Linked DNA regions of Mus musculus: all the other regions are linked to region 7. Evidence: chromatin contacts called from public Hi-C, HiChIP or PLAC-seq and Micro-C data. All regions are on one chromosome and are shown on one strand. The core of a region is the stretch at or near the end of the contact, and the rest is flanking DNA. Distances in the headings are between cores, read along the strand shown. Region 1 holds the start of Thbs1 (thrombospondin 1). Region 2 overlaps Gm13986 (predicted gene 13986). Region 3 overlaps Gm32210 (a long non-coding RNA gene). Region 4 overlaps Gm32210 (a long non-coding RNA gene). Region 5 overlaps Gm13986 (predicted gene 13986). Region 6 has its middle 37 kb from the start of Gm32210. Region 7 overlaps 4930412B13Rik (RIKEN cDNA 4930412B13 gene).

Region 1 (2,986 bases), core at 101-2,600, 230 kb after region 7:
TCCCTCCCACACAAGGAAAGTGAAATTGCTGTGTGATGAGCATAAAGTCCTGGGTGTTTCCAAGGTTTGGGAGTCCAGCCAGGTGTAACTGATAAGGGGAGGGAGCCCCAGCTGTCCCTCAGCCGGCCCCGCCCTGATTCTGCCAAGATCCTTATTTGGTGATGCTTTTACCTGGATCCCTGGACTCAGAGCCAAGCCTGCTCACGCAGGGCCACAGCTGGAGAAGCATCGCCGCCGCTGACGTCCCTTCCCAAAGAGATGAATGGAATTCCAGGCAGCTGGAGTCATCTTGGCTCCGGACCGATGGCATTGAGACCAGACTTCAGAGACAAAGGATCAGGCAGCAGTCTACTGATGGAAAAGTGTATACCCACAGAAATGTAAACCACACCTCGGTTTTGGGAGCCGAAAAAATGAAAAAAAAACTGTTTAGGGAGAAAGATGGGAAATAAAATAATAGGTAGAGAGTAATTTATAACTCTACGGGTCCGTTCTGTAAATAGTGTAAGATCCTGGAGCCAGATGGTTCAGCAAATTCTCCTATCGGGAGTCACGTTAAGAAACACGAGTGGGCACAAAATTGTTTTTCAAGACACAATTTCAATTTTGCCTTGAGGGAGCGGGATATAAATTCGCTTCCTTAAAATGCCGCTAAAAACTCTCCGAAAGGATCCCCTAAATCAGAATACATATACCGCCCCCAAGCGGCCATCTGAGGAAGCAAAGTAGAACTGGGGAAAAAACTCTCGACTTGGACAGTGAGTCGGAAGGCGACCTCCGTGCACGGTCCTGCTGGCCCTGTGCAACACCGTGCTGACACCCTTAGTGAGTCAGACGGAAGGCAGGCGTGCGGGACAGGAGTGAAGCGCAAAGTATAGATGACATGGGATCCCCCACCCACCAGGATTGACTCAGGAGGCAGCTTCCTTTAAGGGGTCCAACCTTTTGCCCTCTTTTATTTTTAAACCAGACTGTCTCGATCCCCAAGCGTCTCTGTCATGGAATTATTCAAGGAGATGTGCTTTAATGAAAGCCTCCCTAAAGGGTCTTAGGTGGTCCCCAAAGAAGCATCGCGTCTGGGGACTCTCATGCAGAACGTCTCCAGTTCACATGGCGCAAGATCCTAAGCGCTAAAGGCTGAGTACGCCAAGGCTGCGTGGGCGGAGACCTATTTTTCTGACAAGTTCCAGGGCTCCTGTGCGGGATCGGAGTCTCCCCCTTCACTTTCAGCCCGAGAGCTGTGCGCCAAGCAGCAGGGGGCGGAGAAATGAACCCGTCCGTCCCCGTCCCCCGCCCCCGCCCCCGAGAACCCTCCCCCCTCCCTGCTTCCTGCCTCTTTAAAAGGTCCTGGGCTCCTCAGTCAAGCCAGCCACTGCCTGGAGTCAGCCAGCCTCATCGGACTTCTGCAGGCAATCGCGAAGCTGCTATCCAGTTCTGCCACGGTCTCTCCCGGCGCACCGGCAGTCTCAGCGTCTTCACCGGACTCAGCGTCCTTGTCCTTCACTTCACCTTTGCCACCTCTCCGGGTTACTGAGCCCCGGTGCACACAGGTAAACCTCCCGCCTCTGCGGAGCACCTGGCCGGCCACCTCAAAGCCCCAGGCTGCAGATGATCAGCGCTACTCCTCATCTCCTACTCTTCCCCTTCTGGTTTTCCTAACTCCTTTATCCTGCCCCGTCTATCCCCTGGAAAGAACTTTCCGGAGCTGGTTCTCTTCAGCCTTCGGGTTCACAAACTATACCTCCAAGACACCCCAAGATTTTCTCCCCAGTAGTCTCCAGGTTACCCCTGACTGTCGCCATCCAAAATACATTCTGTAATCTTGTCTAAAGGGGCGGGGGGGAGGGGACGGACCCAAGTCACTTTATACCCTTTATCCTGGAACTCCAACAATCCCCCTGCCTCTGGCGCTCTTTTTATACTGGATACCGTTTGGAAAGTAAACCCTTCTTTTTCAGCACATATGGGGCAAAAGAAGAAACACACACACACACACACACACACACACACACACACACACACACACACCTCTGCCCTTCCACCTTGCTTCCTGGTCTCTGACTCTGGCCTCCTGTGCTTCTTGCTACAGGCTCCGTGTTGGGCACAAAGGCTCCACCATGGAGCTCCTGCGGGGACTAGGTGTCCTGTTCCTGTTGCATATGTGTGGAAGCAACCGCATTCCAGGTGAGTTTGTGATATATTCATTTTCCTCCCCCTTCTCCTCTCTCTCTCTCTCTCTCTCTCTCTCTCTCTCTCTCTCTCTCTCTCTCGATAGCTCCTGTGTTTCCTTGGAGTCCTTATCTCCTGATAAGGATGCAGCTTCCCTCGCTCAGCTTTCCATAATTGCCATTATTGTCACGAGTTCCCACCTTGGCTCCTCACAGCCAGAACTTTACCCCCTTATACCTAGCCTAGAAAGCCGATTGTCTTCTCTCTCCTTACAGAGTCTGGGGGAGATAACGGTGTGTTTGACATCTTTGAACTCATTGGAGGTGCACGAAGGGGCCCCGGTCGCCGACTGGTGAAGGGCCAAGATCTATCCAGCCCCGCCTTCCGCATTGAGAATGCCAACCTGATCCCCGCTGTGCCGGATGACAAGTTCCAAGACCTACTGGACGCTGTGTGGGCCGACAAAGGCTTCATCTTCCTGGCTTCCTTGAGGCAGATGAAGAAGACCCGGGGCACACTCCTGGCTGTGGAACGGAAAGACAACACTGGCCAGATCTTCAGTGTGGTCTCCAACGGCAAAGCTGGCACCCTGGACCTGAGCCTGAGCCTGCCAGGGAAGCAACAAGTGGTGTCAGTGGAGGAAGCTCTCCTGGCCACTGGCCAGTGGAAGAGCATCACGCTGTTTGTTCAAGAGGACCGGGCTCAACTCTACATAGACTGTGATAAGATGGAGAGCGCGGAGCTGGATGTACCCATCCAGAGCATCTTCACCAGGGATCTGGCCAGCGTTGCCAGGCTCCGAGTTGCAAAGGGAGAT
Region 2 (3,016 bases), core at 28-2,527, 210 kb after region 7:
GCAACAGCAAAAACAAACAAACCAATAAATAAATTCTAGGAATGTAATCTAATGATTTTCAGCAAGGAAATGGGACTAGGAGGAGGCCAGGCCTACCAGAGCCATGTTTGCAAAGCCCAGGCTTCTGTTTGCCATGCTGGGACCTACTAGAGCCCCTTCAGAAGAGTCTGAAATCCCAAAACCATCTGGTCTTCACTCTCCCTGTTCAATGGTAATGCCTTCCATTTCTTCAAAGACAACACAGGAGTCACTGGTGGGAAAAAAACAAAACAAAACAAAAACCCAAAACAAGCAAACAAACCAAAAGACAACCTCATTCAGGACCTAGAGCAAAATCGCTTTACGTACACACTAAGTAGGCTGTGAGAAGAAACCAGACCCTAAAAGGACTTCAGGTGCCAAGCAGCATGGGCCAGCAAATATCAGTAGGCTACAAAGCAGAACTGGAGGCTCAGTGGGCCAGATGAAGAAAAGTGTGTTAAAAATATGAATGAAGAAGAGGGGAACTGCCACGGGGCCCTGTCCTACAGCACAGGTACCATCACCTGTAAGCAACAGGCAGCTACTGCCAGTATTCTGCAAGGATGCAGGGAAACTAGGGGACAGCAGCGACATCCAATAAGACAAAATCCGGGAGTACCGTGACGGTTTCTGAAAGGAAAATGGAAAGAGCTGATGGGTCAAGGGTTATGAAATCCAGGTATATAGTGGAATTTCAAAAAGTAACCAGCCAAATATGTTCTATGGGAAGTCAAGAAGACACTGTATCCACTACAGCTATGAGAGTAGTTAAGAAGAGAACAGAATGCTCCCTAGGGATGGTCCGCCCCTGGGGATGGTCCACAGCAGGGTGGGTTGGACATGAAAATAAAGGAGTTATTAACCACCCAGGCTAGCAAAGTCATGGATCTTTCACATGCAGCATAACTCCTAACTACATTCCAAATATTTGTCTGTCTTTGTATCCATATACAAGTGTAGTCCTCACCCCTGATCAAGGAAACTTTGCTTTTCAAGAAATGAAGACTATTACAGAAAACCACAGCCAATCAAAATGCAGAGTTGTAGAGAGCCCAGTTCCAACAGCTACATCCACGGTACACTGCAACAAAGGCTCTACAACCACTGTGGGATGGTAGGGGAGAACAACTTTTGTAGGAGCCAGAGGAACAGCGAATAGCGAATTTACTGCAAGACGGCATCTTCTAGGAATGTCAAAAACTACACCCATAGACTCTTATAAGATGACTGCTTAAACATGGGCTAAACAAGGACAACACAGCAGACATGCCAATGTGGGCGGAGGGAAAAGTCCAGGAAGCCTCAACCCTGCACAAGTGACTACAAGCAACTAAGGAATGCTTTGAGTGGGAGAAAGCCTTCCCCAGGGACTAGTACACTAACGTGTTACCAGTACCTAATGGTCAGCCCTGAAAGCATAAGGATTAACAATCTTACATGGACTGACCAGGTTTTGTGTGTGTGTGTGTGTGTGTGTGTGTGTGTGTGTGTGTGTGTGCACAAGAGAGAGCTTGTGTGCAAGCAAACATGTAATAGCAATCAATGTAAAAAGGTCATGAATTTTAGAGAGAGCTAGGAGGTGTATGTAGGAGGGTTTGAGGGCAGGAAAGAGAAGGGGGACAAGATGTAATTACATTATCGTTAGGTCCTGAGGAAACCCGGGACAAATGGCTAACTGAGCTGCCTATTAATATATCTAAGGGGATGCTGGTCACCAGGTTTTCTTAGCATCTGCCAGCATTGTGAGCATCTGTTACAGAGTCCTGGCTCCTCTCTCCACTTCTACCCCAACCCTACTCCCTACCCTAAACCTCTCCAGCCTCAGAACTCAGCTGTGCTTCCTCCAGCTTCTCTTTCCCATATAACACAGCCATTTTGGCCTTGCCCTCTTTTGGCTTTTTGTCCAGTCTCCTCTTGATTTCCCTCCCTGTCTCCTGGTTCCCTTTCTTGCCCTTCTCTCTTCTCTTCCTCTCTCACTCCCCATCCCCCTTCTCCTGACCCAGTCTATTATTCTTCTGGACTCTACGCGCTCTTCCTCATCTCTACAATCAAAACCTTCTCAAGCATCCCTAGGAGCAGCCGTGTCCTCATTCTCATTCACTTAGAATCAAAAATAAAAGAAGTAATTTAAAATTTAATAAAAAAAGGAGAAAGTTGTGATCCCTTGCCCAGTTTCTAGAACTATGAAGTTTTATATATTCCTCCTTTTGACTGAGGAAGCAGCCTGGTGCTCTGCATAGCCAAGTATGTACAGTAACCATTGCCTCAGTCCCCTCAAGGGTCCTGGGGCCATTTACCCAAGTAGCCATACCTTGAAGAAAAGAGATTCTGTGTGATCAGGGAGTTAAGACCCACGATGACCTGAATAGCTGGTGGAAACAAGAAGCCACCATAAGGCCTTCCTGAGAGTGAGGACATAAAGGGGACAGATAATAAGCTTGAGAAGGAACAGTGGTCATATGCAAGTTTTCATAGGTTTTAGCAATGACAGGTATGACTAGTGTTTTTTAAAAAGTATATAAAGCTAGCAAATCTGTAGTTAAATAAAGCAGTAAACACAGGGGATGCCCAAAGAAAGAAAAGTCTAACTGAGGAGGAGATGTTACAACAGATGATTTGGAAATGCCAGGGGCCACAGGGTCTACCAGAAGCAAACATTCATCAACCAACCAGATGAACTAAAAGAGATCAACTCTCAAAACCACACAACCACCCACAGCTCAGCTCTAAAGAAAGACACCATCTGACTAGGCTGATAATAAACAAGAATATTAAGAGGGTAATCAAAAGCCTTCCCCAAAGAAAACTCCAGACGAAGATGACTTCACTAAGAGGCTCTAACATGGAAAGAATTATGCGAAATCCCCAGTCATTAACAAACTCATCTAAACATCAAAGAGGGGGAAACATTTCTAGGCTCATTATCTGAGGCCACTGTTACCCTGACAAAAAAGCCAGTTAAAGACACTTAGAAAAGAAAACTACAGACCAATAA
Region 3 (2,785 bases), core at 204-2,703, 130 kb before region 7:
AAAAAAAGTCAGCAAAATCCTTTCATTTAAGGAAAATAAGAGCAATTCTCTGGCCTCTTCCAGACAAATTCAGGATAGAGTTATGCTAACACATCCATGTGACTCTAGACCTTGGCATGCTGACCATAGCTGCAAACACTAGTGATTAAATATGGTTCTTCTACTACTTTGTGTATATTTTCCATTATAGTATTCATTAAAATGCAGTTGGTCCCTTATACTTCGTTATTGAAATTTCATTTGCTTTAACAACTATTTGTTAATGTCTAATACAATCTTCCCCAAATGTTTGTCAAGTAAATTAAAGAGGAAAAAAATCAACTATTTAATTATACATCTATGAACGCTAAACCATGAGCAGTTTATAAGGTCAAAATGTCGGCTTTTTCTCTTTTTCTCACTATGTTCTCTAGTGTCTCAAATACATCTATTCCTCCTCAGTGGGATGCATCCCTGTGATGGCATGGTTTTGTGTCTTTGTTATGGTGGTAGACAAACAAATCTGTATGGGTGACAGAATTGCACAGTGCTATATACAAACACAAGTGAGAACAAGCAAGCAACAGAAATCAGGACAGCTGAATGTAAGTCACTAAGTTATATCCACATCTCTCTCCTCATAGCTTTGTGCAGATAACTTCATCTGGTTGTCACTACTGTAGGAAATTGTATAAAATTCACTAAGGAGTTCTTTGTATTATTTCTTACTATTGTTAATGTGTCTACAGTTTCTCTAAAATGTTAAAAAATAGAATAACCAATTCCTTTAGCAAAGGCTTCATAATGTCCTGAGGTTAGTACAAGTGCCACTGGGATGCTCCATCCATCCAGTGCTAATGCTTCAGACTCCCCTTTAGATAGATGTACCACTTGAAAATTGCCCCAAACTCAAAGCAGCTGAGGAGGAACAATAGAAGAAACGATCTCTAGCTTGAGCTTGTTTTGAAACTCCTCTCCACTTTGCATCTGCCTTGGGTGTATGAGATGCCAGGAGGAAAGTTGAATAAGACACCCAGATCTTCTCCACATTCATTTTTGGTAGTACTATATATAGACATTTCTGGAGTCCCCTTGCCTTTTACCAACTAACATAAAATATTTCCAAATCAGATACTAAAATTCCAGGAGAGTGCTTGATCTCCAGTGGTGTTGGCTGCTTTCTCTGGGTGGTAACAATAATTATATATGATAATAACTGTGATCATGTAATAACCCAGATCACATTAATTGTTGCTGTGGTAGTGGCTTTCTATATTCTCCTGAACTGAGAGGTTTGTGGAGATAAAACCCAATCAAAGCAATTGCTGTTCAAATTCAAGTGACTTTTTACTGTCAGTTGTCTCCATGGGCACAGAAGTGTTGAGATGGCAGCCTGCCTTGGGAATGGCTGACATTGGAGACACTCCAGGAGGACTGAGTCAGACTGACATGACCGTGGCCCTGGTCTCTTAACGGTGATAAAGCAAATGCCTTGAGAATGCCAGTTCGATTGTGAGTCACCAAGTGCAAACAGGGTGATAGTGGAGTTCACATCAGAAAAAGTCCCCTCTGGGGCACAGGAATGGTCACCCAGAACACTGGTTCTTATCCACAGAAAAGGAAACCAAGCAAGACATCTGTTTCCTCTGGTCTGCGGAGTCTTCATCCACATCCAAAGACCCTTTCCTCTGACTCTTGAGTTGGCTAGAAGAGTGACTGGGCTCCTATATAGCATTTGTCGGAACTCCAGAAAGATTCTCTTTCTTTTTCTGTGGAGGTCCATATATAGTTATGGCATTCATCCTTAAAGAACTGTGGTTACGGGCTTCCTGGAATGTAGGTCGTGAGTGAAACCTTCATCATCTCCTGGGGACACTAGCCTTTTCTATATATAGGTTGTTTAACTCAGTCTACACTTATGCCCTGGGGAAGGAGGGATGCATACTGAACATCAAGTTCTCCTGAATTGACCTCTAACATATAAAGCTTTGGAAGCAGCAACTTATTTTCATGATTCACTTTCACACATATATGTACGTATGTTTTAGATCTATTTTATTCTTTGGTTGCTTCATTCCTAACTTTTTCAATCATCTTTTCCATATTGATTAAGCAGCCCATTCTACTAGCCTCTGTTTGTCTCTTTCCTTCTACATCACTCACACATATAATATGATCCATGTATCATGTTAATACATGGATCCATGTTATATCCATATAATACAATCCATGTAATAATGATATTGTCTTGGGTATATTGAATCAATTAAAATGTTCCTTAAATGGATTTAAAAATTTTCATTTTCTGTGTTACTGGAATGTGTCTTCATTTCCCATTCTTGGTCTATGTTTTCTTTTCCCAGGGCTTCTTGTTAAAAATGTTCTCAAGACTTTCAATCATATTTCCTTTCATATAGCTTCTCATTCGATGTCTACCCTCCTCGTGTGTGTGTGTGTGTGTGTGTGTGTGTGTGTGTGTGTGTGTGTGTGTTTGTACTTTTAAGTCCTCTTGGGGATGAGTTTCTGATCCTACAGTTCAAACATGAAGAATGACAGAACCATGTATCACTGGGCACCTTGGATCTTGACCTAGAGAGAGCTGTATGTCCTCCTAAGGGAACCAGCATGTTTAATATGTGGGAAGAGTTGACAATTGTTTAAGTGATTTTTGTATCTGCTAAAATAGACATCTTCCTTGAGGTCACACATGAAGAAAAATACAATTAAATTTTAACTAATGGAATTAGCAGGGCAGGGAGGGCAGGGCATAGGGGGCTTTGGGGTTAGCATTTGAAATGTAAATGAA
Region 4 (3,169 bases), core at 643-3,142, 150 kb before region 7:
AATTGGTCTCTCAAGTGTCAGCTCTTCCTTCTATGAACATTCACCGTGAAGAACTGCTCTTTTGCTAAGACGCACATATCCAGGTAAATGTAACCAGACAAGGGCTATGGATCACTCATGCCTGCCATGTGCTACTGGGGCAGAGGGACTGTCTTGGGAATTATTCTCCTGTCTCCAGAACCTTGGATAACATAGAAACCCCTATCCTAATCCCTGCCTCAGAAAATGTACTCCCTGATCCTCTTTTGGAAGAAGTACCTTATAGCAGCCCTAAACAAAGGATTTCTAGCACCCAGAGGTGGGGCAGGGAGAAGGGCAGTTAAATAATATAGAGAAACTGTTCCCTGGACAGGGCTCTTTAAAAGCTGATGCCATCCATGGCTTGTCATAACCTGCTTTTCAATTTATATAAGAATCAACAGGGAATCTAATTTAGCATAGCTGAACCTTGGTGAGCCACAATCCTGCCCCTTACTGAATGAACCAGTTCAACAATTTCTTCCTGTAATAAATAATAGTGGAATTTTGTTTTGTTTTTTACTCGTTTTGGGGACATGTTCTCATATAGGCCAGAAAACTCACTATGTAGCTGAAAATGGCTTTAAACATCTGATCCTAGTCTACCCCTCCAAAGTATTGTAACATAAGCCCAGACATTCTAAAAGCGCTCATTATAATATCTAATACATATGCATAAAGTTTATATAGCACTTGCCTGAAAATATAAAACTATTAGAGACAAACAGCAAATGAGCCTTAGCATTGTAATAATTCCCCACAGGATCAGAGTGAATAAGAGGCACTTTCATATATGTATGTAACATACTTTGATCATATTTGTCACCTGCTATTTTAACCCCTGTCTTCCTTCTATCTTGCTTAATTTCATGCCCCTTTTCTTATCTAGGATGACATCATAGAAAAAGCATATTATATTATTCCGAGTGTGGCTTATTTCATTTAACACAATGATCTACAGTTCCATTCATTTGCCTGAAAACAGCATAAATCTTATTCTTTCTTATAGCTGAGTAAAAATTTTACAACTGAGCTTTTATGATACCAGACAGAACTTACAAGAAAGAAAACATGCATGTAGGGAATAAAATGGAAGACTGGAAATAAGGAAAATATCTAATAGAAGATATGCCCTTCTTAGAAGGCAGTAAGCTAAATACAGTAATAGAAATATGTAATACTTATTGGATGCTTACTATAAATAGGATCTACACTATACTCTCATATGTACTAACTACTGTAAACCTCATCTCAGTCATCAGATGAAGGATGTGAGGCACAAAAGGCTGAAGTAACCTCAGCATCACACAGCTATTGAATGACAGGTACTTTCAGACTCTGAAGAAGATATTCATGTGGTGAAGAGTGAACTGGAGATTTATTAGACTTCAGATATCTTTGTATCCTAGGGCCAGGCACATGCATAGTCAGTCAGCAAGCAATGACTTGTCCTAAGGAAGTGAGCTGAATTGAATGATCTGCAAAGAAGTGGAGAAGAAGAAAAATCCTAAGGTCATCATAGAAACTGAAATTGCAAGACCAGGAGCCAGAATATGCAGTACTCTGCCCTTGCCCCTGGATAAGCTTCAGGGGAAGTCCAGGAAGAAATCCAGAGGCACTGAATAGGTCTTTGGTCCTATCAGGAGACAAATAGAAGGTAAAGAATAGAGCAAGGCTCCACAATTCCAACTTGAATAGTACATTTGTGTACCATGACTCTGAGCACCAGGCATCCTCCATCTAGCGGCTTGTTTAAGCTCTGAAAATACATACCCTCCTTAATAGATGGACACTTATTTCAGTCTTGTCATTCAAGTGGCTAACTACTGTGACCACAACTTTCTCAAGAACGCTTGTCATGTTGAGACAAACCACAGGAATGACTGGGCAACACCCTGGGAACTCAAACTCTGAAGTATACTAACAGTTGTGTGACCCTAAGCACAGCAGTCTGGCTACTTCTCCAAATTCACTGCTTTCAGTCTAACAACAGAGTGGCTTAAAACAGTGCCTCCATCCATATATCCATCCATCCACATATTCAAGGCCATTCTGTATCCCTACCTGACCCTCCTCTATTACAGCTGCTCTGCTTGGCTTTGGCCATTTCCTCTCCTTTTTTCTTCTCCCCTCCACCTCACTTCACACAGCCCATTTCATTTTCTATCTCTCTAAAGAGAGATAGCATTTTCTCCAGTCAGGAGAATTCAACAGGCCAATGTAATAAACATTTTATGAATCTAGCAAGTGCTTGTCTGCCATTTTAATGTCTTAGTTATTTCACATGGCCTCAGTTACAGTCTCCCTGGGGCAACAGCTCTTCATTTTAGTTCCAAAGACAAAGCATGTAATCTAACTCCCAAATCCTACTAAAGGGCAGAAAATGTGGTACCCACTCACTCACATATTCTCAGCGAAGGTTTCACAGACATGGTTTTGTTACAATTATTTTGGGACTGGACTTTTGAATCAATTATACACTTGGTGGGTGCCAACAACATTTGTTCCTTCAATATCATGTTTTTAATAATTAGAAAGTATTTCTCTGGATCACATAATGCTTCAGGCTTGCCAAAAGCGAGCTCCAATAATGACTTCTGAGTGCTGTGAATGATTCTGCTGGGGCTGCCACCACAAAAATAACCTCTTCACCGAGTAGAAATGATTTTCTCTTAACTTGATCTGCTATTTGCCTAGATTTCACTTAAATAAGTTTGCCTTTGAAGACCAGAAACTTTCATACTGTTTATCGTTCAATCCAACTTAACTATCTAGAAAAAAGCTTTTATAGCCCTTCTAACATCAAACATTGGACACAGTGGTATAGAATGAGGTCATTGCTACTCAACATTTGCTGTGATGACCCATTAAGGAGGAGCAAGTATATCTCCCACTTGGCAGATAATTGTTCTTCCAGCCCAAGAAAGTAAGCCTCTGTCTATTTCGGATACTAAGGCTGAGGTTATGATGACTATCAATGCACTTACACTGCCAGGATTGGAGTCCCACAGGATCTCTGCATAAGTAACACAGGCCACCAAGTGTCTCCTTCTTGTACATGTCCCACCTTTGACCTTAGTCATGAGACTCTCTGCTAAATGTCCTCTATCCCTTTGTATGAGTACATTCAGAACATGCTGGAGAGTGTTCA
Region 5 (3,043 bases), core at 91-2,590, 160 kb after region 7:
AAGTGTGGACCTTTCCGTACATACAAACTTGGAAACCTTCATGTCTTTCCCACTTGGTGCTGCAATAGAGAGGTTCAAAAATCTACTGACTAAAGAATTTAAGAGGCAAATTTACAAGTTTGTCTCAAGCAGCCTTTTGTTTTGTTTCATTACGTTGATTTGTTTGTATTTTATAATTATTAGACACTAACTCTTTGACTAAGTGTATTAGAAAGCTAATGGCCAATATCATGTCAGGGAGACTTTGTGGAGGAAAGGATCGTGGCTTATTTCACTGTGCCAAAGAAAGTCAGTCATAAACCCTGTTGGGAACAACACAGATGCTGCCGTGATAGGATAATTCTCCAAGACTGAGGAAAAAAACCCTCTCATACGTCAAAAGCTAGAACACTGACCAACTCCTAGCGTCAGACCTCAGCCATCAGTGAAAGTTAGAAGCGAGGACTTCAGATTATACCTGCTCACCCCTGATGCCTGCAAAGAGAAAGCCTCAGGTTGCTCTCTACAGCTATCAGGAGAACCCAGCACAGACATTCCCAGACAGCTACAAACACAGAGGGCTGAGGCCTAACTCACAGACGTGTAATCTTGGCCTCAGAAGCAAGTTACTCATCAAAAGAAAAGTCTAGGTTTCCAAAGTCTATGTGCATATGTATGTGTACAGAAGTGGTGTGTCTGTGTGCATGTATGATTTGTGGAGGGCTAAAGTGATTGCTTATATGATTTACCTCACAATTTACATCACCAGCCTCATTTCTACAGTGTAAACATCACCACTGCTTGCTCAACCACGCCTTCTTTCACACAAAATGTACTGAGCCCAGACATTTATCTAGCACTTAGCTTACATTGGATCTAATCTCTCCATTAGCTCAGCAACTATTTTCTACACCTGACAGAAGATTAAACTGAGGCCCTAAATAAAGCTCAAGTTCCTGCAACAGGAAAGAGGGCAGCCTGGAGTAGAACCTGGCCTACTCCAGTCCTGAAGACAGCCCTCTTTCCGTGCAACCTCCTTACGTCATAAATCATCACGTTTCTAGTTCTAGATAGTAAAAAGAAAGATGTGGAGGAGAAAGTTTCTGCTTTACGATAAACCACGCTGATAAAGATGATTCAGTGACTATTTTTGAGATGTCAGAGCTGAAAATGTACAGATTCCACAGCCCAAAGAACCTGCCAAGTCCCAATTGCACAACCAAAGCGGCGCAAGGAGCCAAGGAGGCCAACTGTGTGATGGAAAAAGCACAGATGTCATCTGGGAATGCTCAGAGGCCTGCCTTCAGATGGAAGAGAGACAGTCTTGCTTCCGCCGGAACCACGGCCTTATAAGGCCACACTAAGTTACTTCCTTGGCTGAATCAACCCAGTGCATACTGCCTGTTCGCTTAGATCACAGAGATCCTACGGCCTGAGCATCATGGAAAGAACGCCCCTGCTGGGCGGTGTGCTTAGTCCCCATCCTGAGCTGGCTCACAAACACCTACCTTGTAATAAAGCTGCTATGAGCCTTTCAGTGGGGACATGGGGGAGGCAAGACACTGGGGTCAAAGTGGAGATATTTAGGTCCTCCTGGGAAATTAGTCACACATCATATCCCTTCCTCTCCATTTACAGCCATTTATTTGGGAGCAAAGGAATTCTAAATGAATGAGAAGTCCCTTCCACGCCAACATGTGTTCTGAAGTTCACAGGAAGCCTTCTCCTCTGCCTTGGGGCATGCAGATGAGGCCTGCTCGCAGCTGCGCCTCCAGTGAGCTAATCAGACAGTACATGCCCACAATGGAGAGGGCTCCAGGGAACAGAACCAGCCATTTCTTTGCCTTGCTTCATCAGGCCTCCTGTCATTACACCAAAACTCTAGGAGGATAAAAGGGACTTAGATACCTCCAAGAAGACTGACCCGAGAATATGCATTAAACCGTGGTTAAGAATCTAGGGAAAAGGTCCTGCAAGGTTAAACACACTTCAGAAAAGGAACGTTCACACTCTTGCCAAGTTACTTCCCTTACAAATATTGATTACTCTCTGCAGATTATGCAGATATTTGTCTCAGCTGTTGTTATTTCAATGGCTTTCATTCTCAGCTACAAGAGTAATAGAGCTGTCACAAGGAGCCGATTCCAAACTTCCCCCTGAGGTAAGTCACCGGTGGGTGTTAAGATCCTCAGGAGGGGCGTGCCAAGTTCCACAAGAATCCCAGTGATTCTGAGATGATGGAGAATGCAAACTCTTTGTGGAAACTCACTAAAGGACTTCTCTTCAGTGATCCCTTGTTGGTCTCCCACCATTCTATTAACCCAAACCACAGTGTTTCTGGCTTTATCTTAGAAATCTTCACTCAGTCTTTGATCTCAGTTAAGGTCAGGATCTCTTGTGACAGGAAGGGATGATACAGATGGTGCAGTTCAAATTTCTACCTTGCAGGGCAGGGTCTCTCTCTGGTCAAGTTTCCCCTGTGCACATCCTACTATGGTAGACATTCATGGACACCAATAATTATTAGAAATAATAAGAATCAGGAGTTCAATTCTAACAGGTTTTGATACAATAGTACTAGATTATCTTGGTATTTTTTTTTCACTATGACTTTTTATTTCGACAAAATGAAAGGGGATGAGGCTGTCCATGTGTTGGGTGTCCCTTGTATTTCAGGAATGAGAGTCAGAGATCAACCTGCAGGAATCAGTTCTCACAATCTGCCATGTGGACCTTGAGACTCACACTTGGGTCATCGAGTTTGGTGGCAAGCATCATTACCCACTGAGACACCTCATCATTCTCCTTCACTAGAATTTCTATCAGGCAAGCTCCTCACCTGCCATTGACACCGACTGACAGGTAGATCTTCCTGGCTTACACTTCCAAGAAAACAATGTGTCTTCCAGCAGGAACAATTGAAAGTATTTAACAAGAGTCTCTAACAAGGAAGTTCACTGCATCTCACATCAATTTAACTCTGCTCATATAAATGGTTGTTCTTGGGGGGGGGGCTTTCCAAGCAAAACGGGGCTTTATTTTCTGTCTCTTTTTCCCCACTTTC
Region 6 (2,959 bases), core at 236-2,735, 210 kb before region 7:
CCCCTGCCTTCTTTCTCTGCCCAGTGTTCATGTGGAGCTTGGCTTCCTATTCTTAGCACTGGGTAAGGCAATGCTGTGCAGGTGTAAGAGATGCTCCAAGAGGCTGCTTCAGAAAAACACTCCCAGGAATTGGTTTGACTCAGAGTTTTAGACTTCACTTTCAGTAAGAAAACAAGGTCAGTGGCTCTGAAATGTCCACCAGAGGAGGCTGAATTGGCCTCGAAGTGTAATCGGACTTTGGGCAACTCTATTGCTACCAAGCTGACCAAAGATGTTAGAGAAGCAGAGTGTCTCTATATGCAGAAAGGAACAAGAAAAGCTGAGTTCCTTCAGGGGTTGCTGTGGAGAGACACCTGCTCAGACACCTACTGGGATTTAAGAGTTCGCTCCTCTTCCTACAGAAGCTCAAAAATCTTTGCCTACCTAGAAACAAAGGGGCTGTTTCACCCACCATACTTCAATAACTCTTGCTCATGGAGTCATGGAGTCAAAATCCAATCAGGAAAAAAAGGGAGATTTTTTTTTTAACTTTTAGAGGAATAAACTGATTTTTTTTATTCCTTCCTAGAGCCTAAAGCTTTCTCACAGCTTCAACTGTTATTTTACTCAAAGAATACTATCTATATAAAGCAATGACGAGATAATCAGACTGTTTCTAGAAACAGGAACTAGGACCCATACCTAAAGTCTTAGAGTTGGCTACCTGTTGTTGAGGTAAGCATCATGACTAAAAGCAGCTTGGTGAAGAACAGGTTTATTTCATCTCACACTTTTTAGTTTATCGTGAAAGATAGCCAGGGCAGGAAGTTGGGACAGGAGGGAACCTGGAGGCAGGAAACGGAAGCCAAAGCTATGGAAAAATGCCACTGGCTGACTTGCTCCTCCCAGCTTGCTCAGGTTGCTTTCTTATACACCCAGGACCACCACCTAGGGGGGATGGCATTGTCCACAGTGAGATGGGCACCTCCTCATTAATCAACAATTCAGAGAATGCCCCTCAGGCCGATCTGATGAGGACATTTTCTTTGTTGGGTTTCCTGTCTCAGACGACTCAAGCTTGTCAATAACAACAAGGACAAAAATACCTGACCAGTGAACCTAGAAAAGAGTATATGCTCATGGGGGTGATAAACAAGATAAATTAAGGAGGAGACAGATTTAACTGACACTTATTAATCTTGCCGGCCTGGATCATAAACCAAGCACAACAAGGCTTACACAATCAGTTGAGAGCGCTCCGAATTTCCTGTAGACTTGTCTTAATCCATGCTGGGAAAAATGGTATCCATCTAATAAAAATCATAGACTTTAGGCTTATAAAATATTAGCATCCTGTCAAAGGGTAGCTCTAGGAGAAAATAAGGAAACCACTGAAATCAATCTACTGCAGCCTGGTTAGTTGTTCCCACTAGCTAGCTAGACTGAGGTTCTTTGCCTGAGCTAGCTGGCCAGTAAGTTTGGGCCCCAGGGATCTCTTCACAGTGACTCACTGGCTTGCAGTAGCCAGACCAGCCCTTTTGTGGTTGCCAGGCTTTGGTGTGTCAGCTCTTGGTCTCTTTTCCCTCTCAGAAAAGATAAAAAGAGCAGACATCAGTATGAGAACTTGGGACTTGGATGAGGAATCATCCCTTAGAAATTATTATTAAAATTAAACAAAGGCATTAAAATCACTAATAAACAACTAAGCTAGAGGAGCGCATGATTGGAAGATGTTCTTAAGCACAGGAAAATGGGTCAACGAAGACTGGAGCTCCATTTCCATAAGACCTAAATAGCACTGTGATATTTACAGGAACCTTTATTTTGATTGGTTTAAATGAGATGTATTTTTAGTAGTTTCAGAAATTAGTAAACAAGAAGATCAAATCAAATAGTTGAAATTTATATGAGATTTTTTCCTAGTAGAGGGAATTGAGCTTTTAGGAATACTGCATCAGAATTGGGAAGGTTTCCATCTTATACTATTACGTTGTAAGATATTGCATTTCTTCCTAGAAGAACTCAGCTAGCTTCTCCTTTGGGGACAGTTAGATGCTATAAGCAGCCAATCTGTACAATGAGCCATACAGAAGCACATGAAGTGGTGTCTCTTCCCCAAGAACTCATCAGAGAGACAGACAGGAGCAGAAATGGGAGAAAGACACTTCAACATCAACAAGGCCAGGGCAGGGGTGAGAAAAGAGACTGTTGAGCCTTGCGTCTAAAACTGACTTGCTGAACATTAGAATTTTCTAATGACCATTCCACCAAATGTACTTTCCTTTAAACTTTAGATATTTTTATTATCTTCCTGCCTTCCAATTTAGGGATGCTTCAATTGTCTTTGTTCTAGATCTGTGCTATAGTGGGTATGGAAGAATAGAGAAGGGAAAGAAAATTGAAGGCATGTGGAGACATTCATGAATCTAAGTATAGAATTAATTAATTGTCACCAATAAGTTTAATAAGTTGTTTGAAAGAAAACATATTTATGAAGATTTTATGATTATGTACATGACTTATTGAAATATACTCTTTATAATTTGAACATAGGTTTACCTGTAAATACAGATAGATTCAGAAGACTGTGGGCCAAATGAAGTCAGTTACAGTTCTCTGGGAACAGTTGGTAGCCGCTGGTGTGAAAACATTGACAAATCCATTTTCTCTATCTATAGACTGTTGGCCAACAAGGGCATGCAAAAGTGGAGGAGCAATGGATAAAGGACAGTTATGGGGAAAGTGAATCTGAGAGGCAATTTCTAGTAGGCACTGTTGACTCTGATCTTCAATTAGAAAGCAGTAGGAAGTCAGAGACAGTAGACTACTTTCAAACTCACAAGCTACATTCCCACAGTTTCATAGACTCCAATAAAGGATATGAGACTTCTCTCTGGTTCATTGACAAAGGAATTTAACACACATGCACACTCCCACACACATAGACATACACACATGCACATATGCACACATGCATGTG
Region 7 (3,042 bases), core at 114-2,613:
CCAAACAAACAAACAAAAAACCTGTGAGCCCTGTTGTTGAATTTAATAACATGAGGATTACCCAAGACAGAGCTGAAAGAAAAATGATTGAAAGAAGTCTCTGGGAACGCCACACCCGATCATTATGTATGCTCACAGAGCCTCAGAGAAAGACAGAAAGAAAATTGAAGGGAGTGGTGAAGAACCAAACATCACATGTGCTGATAAGTTCCAAAAAATCTCAAGAAAGCAAATACCCAGAAAACAATTCAATGAACCAGACAAACCAGCAATAAATGATGGCTGGCTTTACAGAGAGCAGTGGACTCTCCCCTAGACATGAAGCCCTCCATCCTAGAAGGTTACAGATCCAATGAAGTTCTTTGTATTCTGTAGGTTGGGCCCTCAGACATCAATTAACCAACTCTTCCTAGGCATGCCCAGGCACCAACGTTATCTAGGCAGTTCTTCAACGAATGGTCTTCTCTCAGATGATTCTAGATTGTATCAAGCCAAGCCAGGAGAGGAAGCATTTAAGGCAAAAATTAAAAGTAAAAGCAAAAGCCTTGGTTTTGGAGGTCTGTAACCTGTGCAGTAGCAAATGATACAAAAGTAACCGTCAAAACGACAAGGAAGATACCTGGCAGTGTGCTGTGGTGGGCCCCTTGCATTCCACATGGAGTAGTACTGTGTTCAAGTGAATATGGACGAGTTTGCAGAGCAATTACTGAAGGGGAAAGGAAAAGAATAAAAGCTGAAGGCAAAAGGCTTGAAACTAAGGCATTAAAATGCATATGCTGGGCAAAGGATGCATTTAAGCTGTATAAAGAGTGTCTATGGGCCTGGAGAGATGGTTAAGGACAGTTGCAAAGGATATGGGTTGGGTTCCCAGCATCCACATGGAAACTTACAACCAGCTGTCACTCTAGTTCCAGGGGACTGGATGCCCACTTCTGATTTCTGCAGTTACTAGGCATTCACACGCTACACTAACATACATGTAGGGTAATATGTAATTTTTAAACACATATTTTAAAACAATTTAATATATTATATATACTTTTAAAATATGAAAACAGAACTGCAATAAAGTAGGCTGATACTCGTACATTTCTGGTTAATATTCTCCTGTGTTAGTTGTTGTTATCAAGTTTTATATGAATAAATGGTCATTTTACTTCATAAGTACATGTAATTTTGTATATAATCAAAACACTGATAAATTAAGACTGTTTTAAAGACCCAGTGTAAAGGGACAAACATCTTAGCTATTTCACCAAAGACGACATAAAGATGCTTGACACTGTTACTCATCGGGGGTGTGCAGAGGCAAAGCTCAGACAGACACCACACAACACCCCCTAGTGTGGTTAAAATGAAAACGACAACTGTTAGTCATGATCTTACCATTCCTCTCCTCAGAGATCACCCCCAGAGAAATGAAAACACATGTCCCCAAGCACTGTGCCCAGGAATGCTCATTATGGCTTTATTCAGAGCAGCTCTAACAAAAAGCACTGTGGTGTCTCTCAGGAAAATGGACAAACAAACCATGGCATCTTTCTGCAATGCAATGTGACTCAACAAAAAGAAGAGGATCAAATGCTGAAACAAGCAAGAGCATGCGTGGATCCCTACAGATGCGTGTCAGATGGGGAGGATCGTGAGACACCAGGCAGCTGTGTGAGCATCAGTGACAGAAAAATGAGCAAAGCTAATGAGGGTGCAAGGAAGTCAAAATGAGGCTGACTTTATGCAGTGACACTGACTATGTGAGAACCATCTAGGATAGAGAAATATCTGTGTTCATATGTTATATCTTAATCAAAATGTACAGTTTACAATGTAAGATCTATACATTTTACTGCAATTTCATTTATGTAAAGAAATTTTAAATACTTCAGTAAAACACACCATAGGCACAAACTAACTCTCTCTCTCTCTCTCTCTGTCTCTCTCTCTCTCTCTGTCTCTCTCTCTCACACACACACACACACACACACACACACACACACACATCCATATGCCTTCTTTTTCAGCTCATTGGCTGTGACTGCCCTCCAAAGGTGTATAGACAGGATGATATACATTGGGTGTCATGAATTCTGCTCAGGTCCCAGCCGTGAGCAAGACTTTTAATTCCAGTTTGTGGTCATCCCCAAACTGATGAAACAAGAGGATTTCCCAAGCGAAACTGAGCAGCTGGCTTTGTGGTCAACCCATCACCAGCTGCCATGTTGACAGGTGTCTGACCCAGCCCAAGGAAGAAAAGATACCCACTATTGAGCCAATGTATTTTCTGGCCTGATCCATCATTTAATACATGACATATCACTGGGATACATAAGCATGAATTACAAATCAACAGACTGTTTATTTGAGGAAGAAGAATTACATTTAGGGGTGGCATGCTCTGAGTTAAAGAGGGGGTTTTGCTCACCAGTGTCTACTCAACTTTCCTAAAAATGGTTCCTCTCCCCCATCCGCAGCTCCCTCTCATCAGATCCAGTACTTAGGTTCCTGGGGACTTCAGAAACTAGCAACAACTGTGAAATGACACATATTTAATGACTAAAAACCATTCATCTAAAACCCAAAGCTTTTTTGAAGAATTTGAAACAACCTTTGCTGGCATGCTGAAAGGTTCAGGGGTCAGCACGGAGCATGGCAAGGACACAGTCATGGTCACAATGAAGGACACATTTGAGCAGTTTTCAGAGAACTCATAAAAGATGAGTGCCCGAAACCCCAGTATAAAGAGAGAAAGTCAACTACAGCCTTCCCTTTGTAAATCCAATCTCTATGTAAGGTATTGCTCAATCATAGCTTTGTTTTTGTTTGTTTGTTCTCTTGTTTGTTTGTTGAGTTTCTAACAGAGCCCCCTTTGGCCTGGAACTTATTATGTAGGTCAGGCTGACCTTGAGCAAACAGAGATCCTCCTGCCTCAGCCTTTCAAGTGCTGGGATTAAAGATGATTACCACCAAGCCTGTTGGGATAGCTCTTAAATGGAGGTTAAAGAACCTCAGGTTACTGGGTTAAAGAATTCTGCCTTTAAGGTAAGA

What was found. HiChIP or PLAC-seq counts read pairs in DNA pulled down with a chosen protein or histone mark. Hi-C and Micro-C count contacts between places; a contact is called where the count stands out from the background.
Region 1: a CTCF HiChIP or PLAC-seq map of the NIH/3T3 cell line shows a contact between it and region 7, with 24 read pairs. The contact joins the promoter of Thbs1 here to the enhancer-like site in region 7. A contact is called at or near these places in 6 of 39 promoter capture datasets (cranial neural crest, embryonic stem cells, frontonasal cranial neural crest and 1 more), 1 of 15 datasets of contacts at CTCF or cohesin (the NIH/3T3 cell line), 25 of 484 Hi-C or Micro-C datasets (the AtT-20 cell line, the C2C12 cell line, the MC3T3-E1 cell line and 12 more), 17 of 115 datasets of contacts at active chromatin or transcription factors (bone marrow-derived macrophages, a colorectal cancer cell line, differentiating embryonic stem cells and 12 more) and 3 of 9 other capture datasets (adipose tissue, embryonic stem cells and liver).
Region 2: a contact with region 7 is called in a Hi-C map of adipose-derived mesenchymal stem cells, with 2.0 times the contacts expected there. The contact joins two enhancer-like sites. A contact is called at or near these places in 5 of 39 promoter capture datasets (cranial neural crest, embryonic stem cells, frontonasal cranial neural crest and 1 more), 1 of 15 datasets of contacts at CTCF or cohesin (the NIH/3T3 cell line), 13 of 484 Hi-C or Micro-C datasets (the AtT-20 cell line, the C2C12 cell line, Sertoli cells and 8 more) and 2 of 115 datasets of contacts at active chromatin or transcription factors (extraembryonic endoderm stem cells and trophoblast stem cells).
Region 3: a contact with region 7 is called in a Micro-C map of muscle stem cells, with 5 times the contacts expected there. The contact joins two enhancer-like sites. A contact is called at or near these places in 5 of 484 Hi-C or Micro-C datasets (adipose-derived mesenchymal stem cells, embryonic fibroblasts, muscle stem cells and 1 more) and 2 of 115 datasets of contacts at active chromatin or transcription factors (embryonic fibroblasts and pancreatic cancer cells).
Region 4: a Hi-C map of embryonic fibroblasts shows a contact between it and region 7, with 2.6 times the contacts expected there. The contact joins two enhancer-like sites. A contact is called at or near these places in 3 of 484 Hi-C or Micro-C datasets (embryonic fibroblasts and myocytes).
Region 5: a contact with region 7 is called in a Hi-C map of adipose-derived mesenchymal stem cells, with 3 times the contacts expected there. The contact joins two enhancer-like sites. A contact is called at or near these places in 1 of 15 datasets of contacts at CTCF or cohesin (the NIH/3T3 cell line), 5 of 484 Hi-C or Micro-C datasets (adipose-derived mesenchymal stem cells, embryonic fibroblasts, nephron progenitors and 1 more) and 2 of 115 datasets of contacts at active chromatin or transcription factors (embryonic fibroblasts and pancreatic cancer cells).
Region 6: a Hi-C map of embryonic fibroblasts shows a contact between it and region 7, with 4 times the contacts expected there. The contact joins two enhancer-like sites. A contact is called at or near these places in 5 of 484 Hi-C or Micro-C datasets (the Patski cell line, embryonic fibroblasts, muscle stem cells and 1 more) and 1 of 115 datasets of contacts at active chromatin or transcription factors (pancreatic cancer cells).

What each region holds. Positions count from the first base shown.
Region 1 is chr2:118,110,526-118,113,511 of GRCm38.p6, forward strand. Thbs1 (thrombospondin 1) reads left to right here and starts at 1,351. Exons shown (of 22, transcript NM_011580.4): 1 at 1,351-1,550; 2 at 2,090-2,184; 3 at 2,445-2,986. The coding sequence starts at 2,118. It overlaps Gm13986 (predicted gene 13986), which reads right to left and starts at 677. Exons shown (of 10, transcript NR_126479.1): 1 at 172-677.
Region 2 is chr2:118,090,119-118,093,134 of GRCm38.p6, forward strand. The region is part of intron 2 of Gm13986 (predicted gene 13986); the gene reads right to left. Among named protein-coding and RNA genes, the nearest start is that of Gm25308, 14 kb to the left of the region's middle. Within about 2 kb of position 1,278, at least 8 of the 459 cell types and tissues checked have an H3K27ac peak or open chromatin away from gene starts, as enhancers often do. A contact at or near this core is called in adipose-derived mesenchymal stem cells, where this site is marked.
Region 3 is chr2:117,747,633-117,750,417 of GRCm38.p6, forward strand. The region is part of intron 2 of Gm32210 (a long non-coding RNA gene); the gene reads left to right. Among named protein-coding and RNA genes, the nearest start is that of Gm32210, 44 kb to the left of the region's middle. Within about 2 kb of position 1,454, at least 53 of the 459 cell types and tissues checked have an H3K27ac peak or open chromatin away from gene starts, as enhancers often do. A contact at or near this core is called in embryonic fibroblasts, muscle stem cells, myocytes and 1 more, where this site is marked.
Region 4 is chr2:117,729,564-117,732,732 of GRCm38.p6, forward strand. The region is part of intron 2 of Gm32210 (a long non-coding RNA gene); the gene reads left to right. Among named protein-coding and RNA genes, the nearest start is that of Gm32210, 26 kb to the left of the region's middle. Within about 2 kb of position 1,893, at least 38 of the 459 cell types and tissues checked have an H3K27ac peak or open chromatin away from gene starts, as enhancers often do. A contact at or near this core is called in embryonic fibroblasts and myocytes, where this site is marked.
Region 5 is chr2:118,038,286-118,041,328 of GRCm38.p6, forward strand. All of the region lies in intron 4 of Gm13986 (predicted gene 13986), which reads right to left. Among named protein-coding and RNA genes, the nearest start is that of Gm25308, 38 kb to the right of the region's middle. Within about 2 kb of position 1,341, at least 52 of the 459 cell types and tissues checked have an H3K27ac peak or open chromatin away from gene starts, as enhancers often do. A contact at or near this core is called in the NIH/3T3 cell line and adipose-derived mesenchymal stem cells, where this site is marked.
Region 6 is chr2:117,666,871-117,669,829 of GRCm38.p6, forward strand. No RefSeq gene overlaps it. Among named protein-coding and RNA genes, the nearest start is that of Gm32210, 37 kb to the right of the region's middle. Within about 2 kb of position 1,486, at least 38 of the 459 cell types and tissues checked have an H3K27ac peak or open chromatin away from gene starts, as enhancers often do. A contact at or near this core is called in embryonic fibroblasts, muscle stem cells, myocytes and 1 more, where this site is marked.
Region 7 is chr2:117,880,913-117,883,954 of GRCm38.p6, forward strand. All of the region lies in intron 3 of 4930412B13Rik (RIKEN cDNA 4930412B13 gene), which reads left to right. The region is part of intron 8 of Gm13986 (predicted gene 13986); the gene reads right to left. Among named protein-coding and RNA genes, the nearest start is that of 4930412B13Rik, 61 kb to the left of the region's middle. Within about 2 kb of position 1,364, at least 38 of the 459 cell types and tissues checked have an H3K27ac peak or open chromatin away from gene starts, as enhancers often do. A contact at or near this core is called in the C2C12 cell line, the NIH/3T3 cell line, adipose-derived mesenchymal stem cells and 5 more, where this site is marked.